3 separate regions of the Ovis aries genome follow, and regions 1 and 3 are each linked to region 2. The links are chromatin contacts, called in public Hi-C maps. All regions are on one chromosome and are shown on one strand. The core of a region is the stretch at or near the end of the contact, and the rest is flanking DNA. Distances in the headings are between cores, read along the strand shown.

Evidence for each region. A called contact is a pair of places that touch in the nucleus more often than the background predicts.
Region 1: a contact with region 2 is called in a Hi-C map of liver, with 4 times the contacts expected there. The contact joins the promoter of ATXN7L2 here to the promoter of PSRC1 in region 2. A contact is called at or near these places in 2 of 16 Hi-C or Micro-C datasets (liver and muscle).
Region 3: a contact with region 2 is called in a Hi-C map of muscle, with 5 times the contacts expected there. The contact joins the promoter of GPR61 here to the promoter of PSRC1 in region 2. A contact is called at or near these places in 3 of 16 Hi-C or Micro-C datasets (liver, muscle and tail adipose tissue).

The regions. Positions count from the first base shown.
Region 1 is chr1:86,719,449-86,722,190 of ARS-UI_Ramb_v3.0, reverse strand. It overlaps ATXN7L2 (ataxin 7 like 2), which reads right to left and starts at 1,372. Exons shown (of 12, transcript XM_042251917.2): 1 at 1,201-1,372; 2 at 1-506.
Region 2 is chr1:86,560,477-86,563,248 of ARS-UI_Ramb_v3.0, reverse strand. PSRC1 (proline and serine rich coiled-coil 1) reads left to right here and starts at 1,328. Exons shown (of 7, transcript XM_042251898.2): 1 at 1,328-1,915; 2 at 2,303-2,360. The coding sequence starts at 1,528. It overlaps LOC114116166 (a long non-coding RNA gene), which reads right to left and starts at 229. Exons shown (of 3, transcript XR_006060269.2): 1 at 132-229; 2 at 1-25.
Region 3 is chr1:86,765,013-86,767,712 of ARS-UI_Ramb_v3.0, reverse strand. GPR61 (G protein-coupled receptor 61) reads right to left here and starts at 1,290. Exons shown (of 6, transcript XM_060401355.1): 1 at 1,014-1,290.

The DNA of each region.
Region 1 (2,742 bases), core at 123-2,622, 160 kb before region 2:
CCCCATCCCCCTACCTCACTGCTCTCCCCTCCCTCCTCTACGCCCCCTCCCTGTCCCTTGGAAAAAAAAAAATCAATTCTGAGTCACCAAACCCGTCTGATTCCATTTCCGGTTCTCAATGCACCCAGACCCTGACAATGGCCCCATCCTTGCCCACCCAGCATGGGGCAGTTCTAGGGTGGCCTGAGGCTCCCACTTAGGTCTGCTTCTGACACCTACTAACAGACTTGCGCCTTTCTAGAATGAGAATACTGACAGTCTTATATAATCTCCAGATGTGGAGGGGGGGGTGGGTTAGGTATGCAAGAGACAAGGGGCAGCCCCCACTCTGAAGTCCGTTAAAATGCAGTGATGGACAGAACTGAGCTGGGAGTTGGATGTCTCAGAGGAGAACAAGTGTCATCAGAGACGGCTCCATGTGGTCTCCTCCACCTCTTCTCACTTGCAAACTTCTTCAGGGGCGTGATGCCTGCTGTCACCCCAAAGGCCACGAGGCCAGATGCCCCCTGGGGCCAGGAGACAAAGATCAGGAAAGGGGCTGTCAGCCCGCTCCACCAAAAGCACTCAGGGGCCTAGAGAAGGTGGCTGTCAGGGGAGAGAGCCCGGGAGGTAAGGCAAGAGGCCCGGGAAAGGACGGGGGGGTTGGAGGCATGGATGGATGGACAGAAGGAGGGAGGAAGGGAGGATGGATAGATGGATGGACCGATGAACTAATGCGGAGGAGGCGGGGGTCCAGTGGCACTGCAGTCGACAGGCAAAGCCGAAAAGGAGCAGAAGGTGTGGGGCAGAAGGCGATGGAACAAGGGGGGTTGGGAGGGGGGCACAGAAGTGGGGTGCGTGGGAAACACGTGGAGAGGACTGTTGCGGATGGGGAAAGCCCGAGGCAGGTGCAGGAGGGGCGGAAGCTGGAGGACAGCAGGCAAGAAGAAACATAAAGGAAAGCAGATGTAGGGGCAGGTATTGGGCGACGGCAGAGACAGAGGTGGGCAGGGTGGGCTGCTGGCGGAGAGCCGGCGCTAGGACCCGGAGGCGCGAAGGTGGTGGAGAAGGCGGGCACTAGGACCCGGCGGGTCCTTTGTTTGGGGGGCCGGGGAGCCGGACGGCGGCTCCCGTCGGCAGCTCCCCTCTGCTGGCGGGGGCCCGGAGTGGGGGAGGGGAGACAGGGATGGGGTCTTCAGACTCTAGGGGAGCTTCACTCACCGTCGGCTGCGGGCAGATCGGCCCGCTCCACCCACGAGCTCCAGCTCTGTCCCGCGAAGTCATCGAGACTCGGCACCCGCCGCTCCAGAGCGGCCATTGCTGCCGCCGCGCGTTCACGCACCGCCATCACCGCCGCGGACGCGCGCCCGCCCCGGCGCCGCCGCCGCGCGGCCCCCTCCCCTCATCCCCGCCGCGGGCACGCCTCCCCTCTCCCTCCCACCTTTCCAGCTCTCTTGCGCAAGTGCATCACTGTTCGTCTGGCTCTCAGAGTCTCGCCCACATAGCCTTCTGGGAAATGTAGTCAGCTAGGTGGTGCTGTTGCCTACTGAACTTGCCGCGAGAGCCCCTCCAAAATGCATGATTGCGGGGGTAGAAAGAGACCAAAGCCTCAGGACCTCCTCTACTAACCCTTGTGAACACATTCTTTCTGCTACCAGCCCCTCTCTTAAACTCGCTGCACACAGACCCCAGTTCCAAACCTCTCCGCCCAAGATGCCCCTTTAAGCCGTGCCTCCGCTAGCTGACTGGCTCCCCTTCCCAGGCTGGCGGCCACGAGCGACTTCGCTTCCCTGTAGATCGAATAGGGTAGGTGCAGGGAGGTGGGCGCTGTGAATCAGAAGGGCAAAGGGAGGGGGTCTGTAGGATGTGCTGAAGGACACAGGGGTTGGAGTGGGGGAGGATCCTCAACTCTGGTGTTGTGCCTTTGTGGGAAACCCACGCTGCCCTGATGCAGAGCAGAGGGTTGGAGTAGCGTTTTCTGGATTTGGTAGGACCTAGCTGAGCTGACCAAGATCACCTGTCAGGATGACAGAAGGCTATCTGTGAGCCAGAGCCAGCCCCGGAACAGGGGTAGCCCCGAGGCTGCTGGTGTTTGCAGCGTCTCTGCTGATCCGTCTCTCCTCTTCAGATAACTGCGATCGATGATCGATACCCTGTATCGCCTCTTCCCAAACCCTGGTTGGACCCGGACTTCATCCATCACTTTGGCTTCTTTTTCTAACGAATATTTTCTGTGCTGGCAGGGCTGCTACCAGAGCTTCGTCATAGGGTGATTTCTCATCAGATCTGTTATTTTCCTTGCTAAGGCCTAGAAAATATTGATACCTTAATCACCCACATCTTTCTCCTCAGCTGATAACGTTCTTTCTCACCTTCATACACTCAACAGACAAAAGCCTGTCCCCTACCCCATCACATCGGAAAAGAGATACTAATTCTCTTTTCCCTTACACCTCACCCCATATTCATTATTTCATCTCAGGGGAAACCAAACTGGAGGCAAATAAGTCAAGGTCTGACTTCAAGACCTCTGAGCATCTTCTCACTTTCACCCAAGGAATGTTAAAGTACTTCAAGGATGATCTCTGATGGTAGAGCTTCTTAACCTGAAAACCATAGATGATTCCTAGGAGGTTGGTGAACCTGGTGACATTGAGTGTAATATTGTGCCCAAGTGTATTTTTCAAGGGAATATAAATGAAGCCTGTGACTATCTGTCAGAAGGGGCACAGAGGTGCAAGTTTGTGAGGTTGAGAGGGCAAC
Region 2 (2,772 bases), core at 79-2,578:
AAGAATTTCCTTACTCAGGCTGCTCCTAGGGGAAGAAGAAAGGCAGTTAATTAACAGCTTCTTTCCCTCTGATCTCCACTTTGCCACAACCTGCCTAGAGAGAAGGAAGCTACTGGCTTTGGTTTTCTTACCTCCAAAGAGTCTGAACCCTGCAAGCAACTAAATTTCCACCTTCACCAGGAACCCAAGGCAAAAGAGGCAGTCCTCTTGTCTCAGCTCTTTCTCACATAAACTTGCAAGTTCTGGGTCTCCCCATCCTTTCCCTTTATCACACTACTAAACTCCAAGGCTCCTTCCTTCCTGTGGCATTTATTACAATAACATCTCACTCTTGCAAACCTCACCACCTCAACTTTACAGCTAAACTCTGAGAAGTAAACAAAAAGTAGCCAAAATAGTGGTCATAAACTCTGGAGACTGGACATTCAGGCTCTTTGTTAATGGGAGAACTCTTTAACCATCTTTTGGGGACTTTTAATTTCAAAATTTTTAAATATTTCTGAGAAGCTCTATTAACGGATGGCCCAGTCTATTCACAGGCAACCCTTGGAAGCAACAAAGAAAATCCCTAACAAGTAGGCTTAAACTTTTTACAACACAGCTTTTAATTTAGAGGAAGCCAGTTACAAATATTACCCTCAAAAGCGCTTAAGGCACACGGTATAAAACTCGATATTCATAATTATTCTTGCAATGGCAGCCCACTCCAGTACTCTTGCCTGGCAAATCCCACGGACAGAGGAGCCTGGTAGGCTGCAGTCCATGGGGTCACTAAGAGTTGGACACGACTGAGCGACTTCACTTTCACTTTTCACTTTCATGCATTGGAGAAGGAAATGGCAACCCACTTCAGTGTTCTTGCCTGGAGAATTCCAGGGACGGGGGAGCCCAGTGGGCTGCCGTCTATGGGGTCGCACAGAGTAGGACACGACTGAAGTGACTTGGCAGCAGCAGCAACCATGTACTGAAAGCGCCTTCACTTTCACTGTTCCTTTCTTGCACTGGAGAAGGAAATGGCAAACTACTCCAGTGTTCTTGCCTGGAGAATCCCAGGGACGGGGGACCCTGATGGGCTGCTGTCTGTGGGGTCGCACAGAGTCGGACACGACTGAAGCGACTTAGCCCCAGCAGCAGCAGCAACCATGTACTGTGACGATCACAATCCTCTTAGATAAGCGAGATGTCAAATATAAGCTCAGAGAGGTCAAATGTACTCAATATTCTTATTAACAGGGGAGCCACGGTCGAATCTGAACCCAAATCTGCCTGTCTGAAAAGCTCATTGTTTTCTTCACACCGTGAATGGCTCAGGATCCGAATGTTTTTGCCCAAAAAGCCCGTGGAGATGCAATTCTTAGAGAACCTCAATATACTTAAAATATAAATGTTTAGTTGCTTCCGTAAATTTGGAAAAATGTTAACTGAGGGATCGGCTCACACGGCGCTTCCGAAAGGACTGAGCCTAAGAAAACGAATTTCCCCAAGCAGAGCATTAATTTCACTGCTTAAAAGCTCAGCTCTGAGCCGATGGAGAAGGAGGGGGCGGAGAAGAGAGTGCGGCAGGGAACGAGGCCCTCGCTCATAGGACAGTTCCCTCGCGCGCCGCCGCGAGGTCCAGACTGCTGGAGGGAATCCAAGCAAAATTTCCCGGGCACGAGCGCGCGCTCGCGGCCTCCCCGCCTTGGCCCTCCGGATGGAGTCTTTCACAGAACGGCTTTCCTCTCTGCCCCACCTGCAGACTTCCGGCCGACTGCCCCTCCGCCGCCCCGCCTCAGGAGGGCGTGGGGATGCTGGCCTCCACCAATCATTGAGCGCGTGTGGGGGGAGTGGGTGGGACCAGAGAGATTCGAAAGGAGCCCCGCCCCCTCGGAGCTGATTCCCGGGACTAGGTTGTGGAAGGAAAGCACCTTCCACGGTAGGTGAGGCGGCTCGGAAACTGAAAACTGACGGTGGCCTGTAGAAGTGGTGTGGATGCGGTGCTGCGGGGAGTAGAAAGGTGGCTTGGGGAGAAGAAGAACCCGGAGGATGGTGGCGGGGAGGAAGATGGGGCGCAGAGACCGCTCCAGCGAGAGGAGGTTGGGTCGCAGAGGGGCGGGGGCCAGTGTGTGGAGGGAGATGGGAGTGCGGGACATTCTGCCCGTACATGCCCGAGTGGTAGCAGAGGAAGTTTACAGGGGCAAGTCCTACTGCGGGGACGCTTGCTTTACCTTCACGATTATTCCCAACCCTTGGCTTGCACCCGGAGTCTAGCTGGGAGGCCTTGAGCAGGATGGAGACGTGAGGAAAGGTGTTTTCTCTCCAGCTCAGGTGTCTAAGCTGACTCTTTCCTGCTGTCTGGAACATGGAAGATTTAGAAGAAGGTAAGGAAACGCTGGAGGGAAGAATGGGACCATGTTGGGGACCCAAAGCTGGCATTCCTTCTTTCCTCCCCTACAGACGTAAAGTTTATAGCGGATGAGACCTTGGACTTTGGGGGGCTGTCACCATCAGACAGGTAGTAGACTCTTTATCCTGTTTACTTTTTTCTCACAATGATTGTTTCTAACCCCTTACTGCTGAATTATTGGCCTCAGGTCTGGATTGGTAATTTAGCAAGGTTGGGTGCACTGGGGCTTCTGGGTGGCTGGGTGACTAGGGCCCTGTGTCACTGCTGGGGATGGGGCGAGTAATAAGCTGGAATGAGATTTCAGGGTGTTAAGAAGAAGGTAAGTGGATTTGTGGCATCTTCACCCCGGCATAATTTCCAATGTCAGTAAGCATAGAAGGCCTCGT
Region 3 (2,700 bases), core at 41-2,540, 200 kb before region 2:
CAGTTTTCACCTTTTAGACTCCCATAATATATGCATGGAGGGCCAGGTAAGCGGGACAAGGATCCCAAGAGAAAAATCTCTCCTACTCCTAGGAGGTGGATAGGAAGAGGTAGCAGGCTAGCATCCTGGAAGGAGCACTGGTTTCAGAGTCCAAAGGCTGCACCCGCATGAGTGAGCAGTGAACTTCGGGCTACTCTCCCCACTTCTCTGAGCCCCAGCTCCAAACGAGGGTTGGACTAGACCTGTAGGTGCTCTCTAAGGTCCTTTGCAGCTCTAGATTCTTAGTCTGAGTCTTAGCTGCTGTCGTCAAGTGGCTTCTTTCTCCAGGGCCCTGGCAGCTTGAGAGAATCAGGGCCTGGGGGTAAGGGAGTGGTTGCAGGAAATAGCAGTGGGCACTTCTACTCTCCACCAACCAGGTCATTCCTCTGGGAATTACAGCCAGAAAAAGATTCAGTCCCAAGACCGGGAAGGGACCCAGGAGGGGATGAATGGCATCAGCCAGGCCCCAGGAAGACTCCTCTAAAGGGTTCCATTGGATTGATTTGTGTGTGATGGTGCGAATGGTAGGAGGGCTGGCGCTGGCTGAGCAGTGTCCCCTCCCAGGCCCAGGCTACCCAGAAAGCCACAGGGCCAGATTCGACAGACCCAAAATGGAGGCTACAGGAAGCCTAGACCCCTTCCCTTGGCCTTTGCTCTCCAAATCCCCTGACAGTCGCCTTGTCCGCTTCTCCCCACATTGCTCTGACCCCTGCCCTGCTTCCAGCCCACACCCTCATCCCCAGAAAGCAGAGTTCACAGCCTCGATTCTAGGGGAGGGTCCCTGCCTGACCGACCCATCTCTGTGGGCAGCCCGTCTGGCATCCCTCCAGACCAGCTCTGTCCCCTGTGCCTCTTTGTCCCCAGACAGTGTCTCCTGACTCCAGTCATTTCACACCAGGCCCCTGGACACACTCTGCCCAGCACCTCGGCTTCCCTGGTGGCCATCTGATCCGACACCTGGGGCCTGACCTTACCCAGTACAGGGTGTGTCCTGCTTCTTGCGTCCCATCTTCTCTTTCTTCCCTGCTGGCCTCATTTCTCAGTCTTGTCTCTTATTTGGCTTCCCTCCTTCGACCTCTCTCCTCTGCCCTCCCTAGCCTGTTCTCAGAACTCTCTAAGTCTCAGAGCCTCTTTGCCCTGGGCCTCTCTGCTCCCCTGTCTCTGTTTCTTTGCCTCAGCGTACACCTTTCCTTTCTCTCTCTCTCCTCCCTCACTTCCTCCTCTGCAGTGAGTACATTGAGAATTGGATCCATTCCTCCCTGGACTGAAGGTATAAATAGCAGAGGGAGGCTGGGCTAGGAGCCAGACTTGCTACCAGCCTCTTCCTTGCAGCCCCAGGCTTGGGCATTCGGGACCAGTGCTGGGAAGGGTCCAGGGCAGAGAGTTAGAGGATTGGGATTGAAAGCCACTGTACAGGGTGGCAGACCCAGGCAGAGAGAGGATGTGACAGGAATCTGTGGGTGTGGATCTTTGGGTCCTCCCCACCAGCTTATCCACCTGCACTAACATGGTTACAGAGTTCCTTCTTCGCTGCTGGAGAAGGAGCTCTGGATCAGAAGACTCCCCGGGGCCGCTCAAAGGCCTTGCTACCTCCTCCTGGACACAGATGCACGGGCCCAGGTGGCAGCCAGCAGACAGCAGCTGGGGACTAGAGTGGAAGTGGTGGCCTCAGGAAACAGGCCACAGTCTCACCCCAGCCAGCTCCCCAGCCTAATTAGAGACCGGAACAGGCATTGATCGTCCCTGAGCTCATTATGTCACAGCTGGGGAACAGCTGGCCAGTTTTTTCCAGGCCATTAGCTGCGCCATGAAGTGGAGAGAGGGAGGGGGCGTGTGAGCAGGATCAATACCCTGTCTGTCTGCGGGGGAAGCGCCTCGTGGCTGCCTCCTTCTGCACTCAGGGCCGGGCTTCTTCTCTCTGGAGTGGCCTGCCTGTGTGCTGAGCTCCTTGAAATTCACACACCAGGCTCAGCTCCTTCCAGCCTGGAGGCAGGAGAGACAGACTCTGACCTGACCCTGATCTGATCCATGGGGACCCCCTGAGTATTCTCTTTCTGGGGATGAGAAGGGCAGGAAAGAGTTTCAGGTTACCCACGCTGGGCTCAGAAGGGACCTTTAAAGTCCAGCTTCTCTCCACCCCCTAGGCAAGATGACACCTATGGCAACTGTTTCTGCTGGCCCAGGGCCCACCTCTCTGTGCCCGCGGGCTGAGCCAGGTTTGGTTTCCAGGGGGCAGGGCAAGGGGCGGGACGGGGCGGGGGGCGGGGGGGAGATATGAGGGGATGCTCCAAACCTTGGGGAATGGCAGATGGTGGAGGAGGGAGGCAAGCAGGTCAGCTGAGCGGGACCCAAGACAGGAGGCAAACTGCCCACAAGCCCTGACCCCCAGGAGGCCCCCTGTCAGAGGGGAGTTCAGCTTTATTCAGTGAATTGGCTTTTTTTTTTTTTGGTATAGGTGAACTGGCTTTTTACTTACAGAGTTAGAAGGTGTCAAGACCTCTAAAATCCCCCAAACGATACGTCTCAGTTTACAGAGAGAGAAAGCAAACTCTGCTGCTGCCAAGTCGCCTCAGTCGTGTCCGACTCTTTATGACGCTATGGGCTGGACGCCCCCAGGCTCCTCTGTCTGTGCAATTCTCCAGGCAAGAATACTGGAGTGGG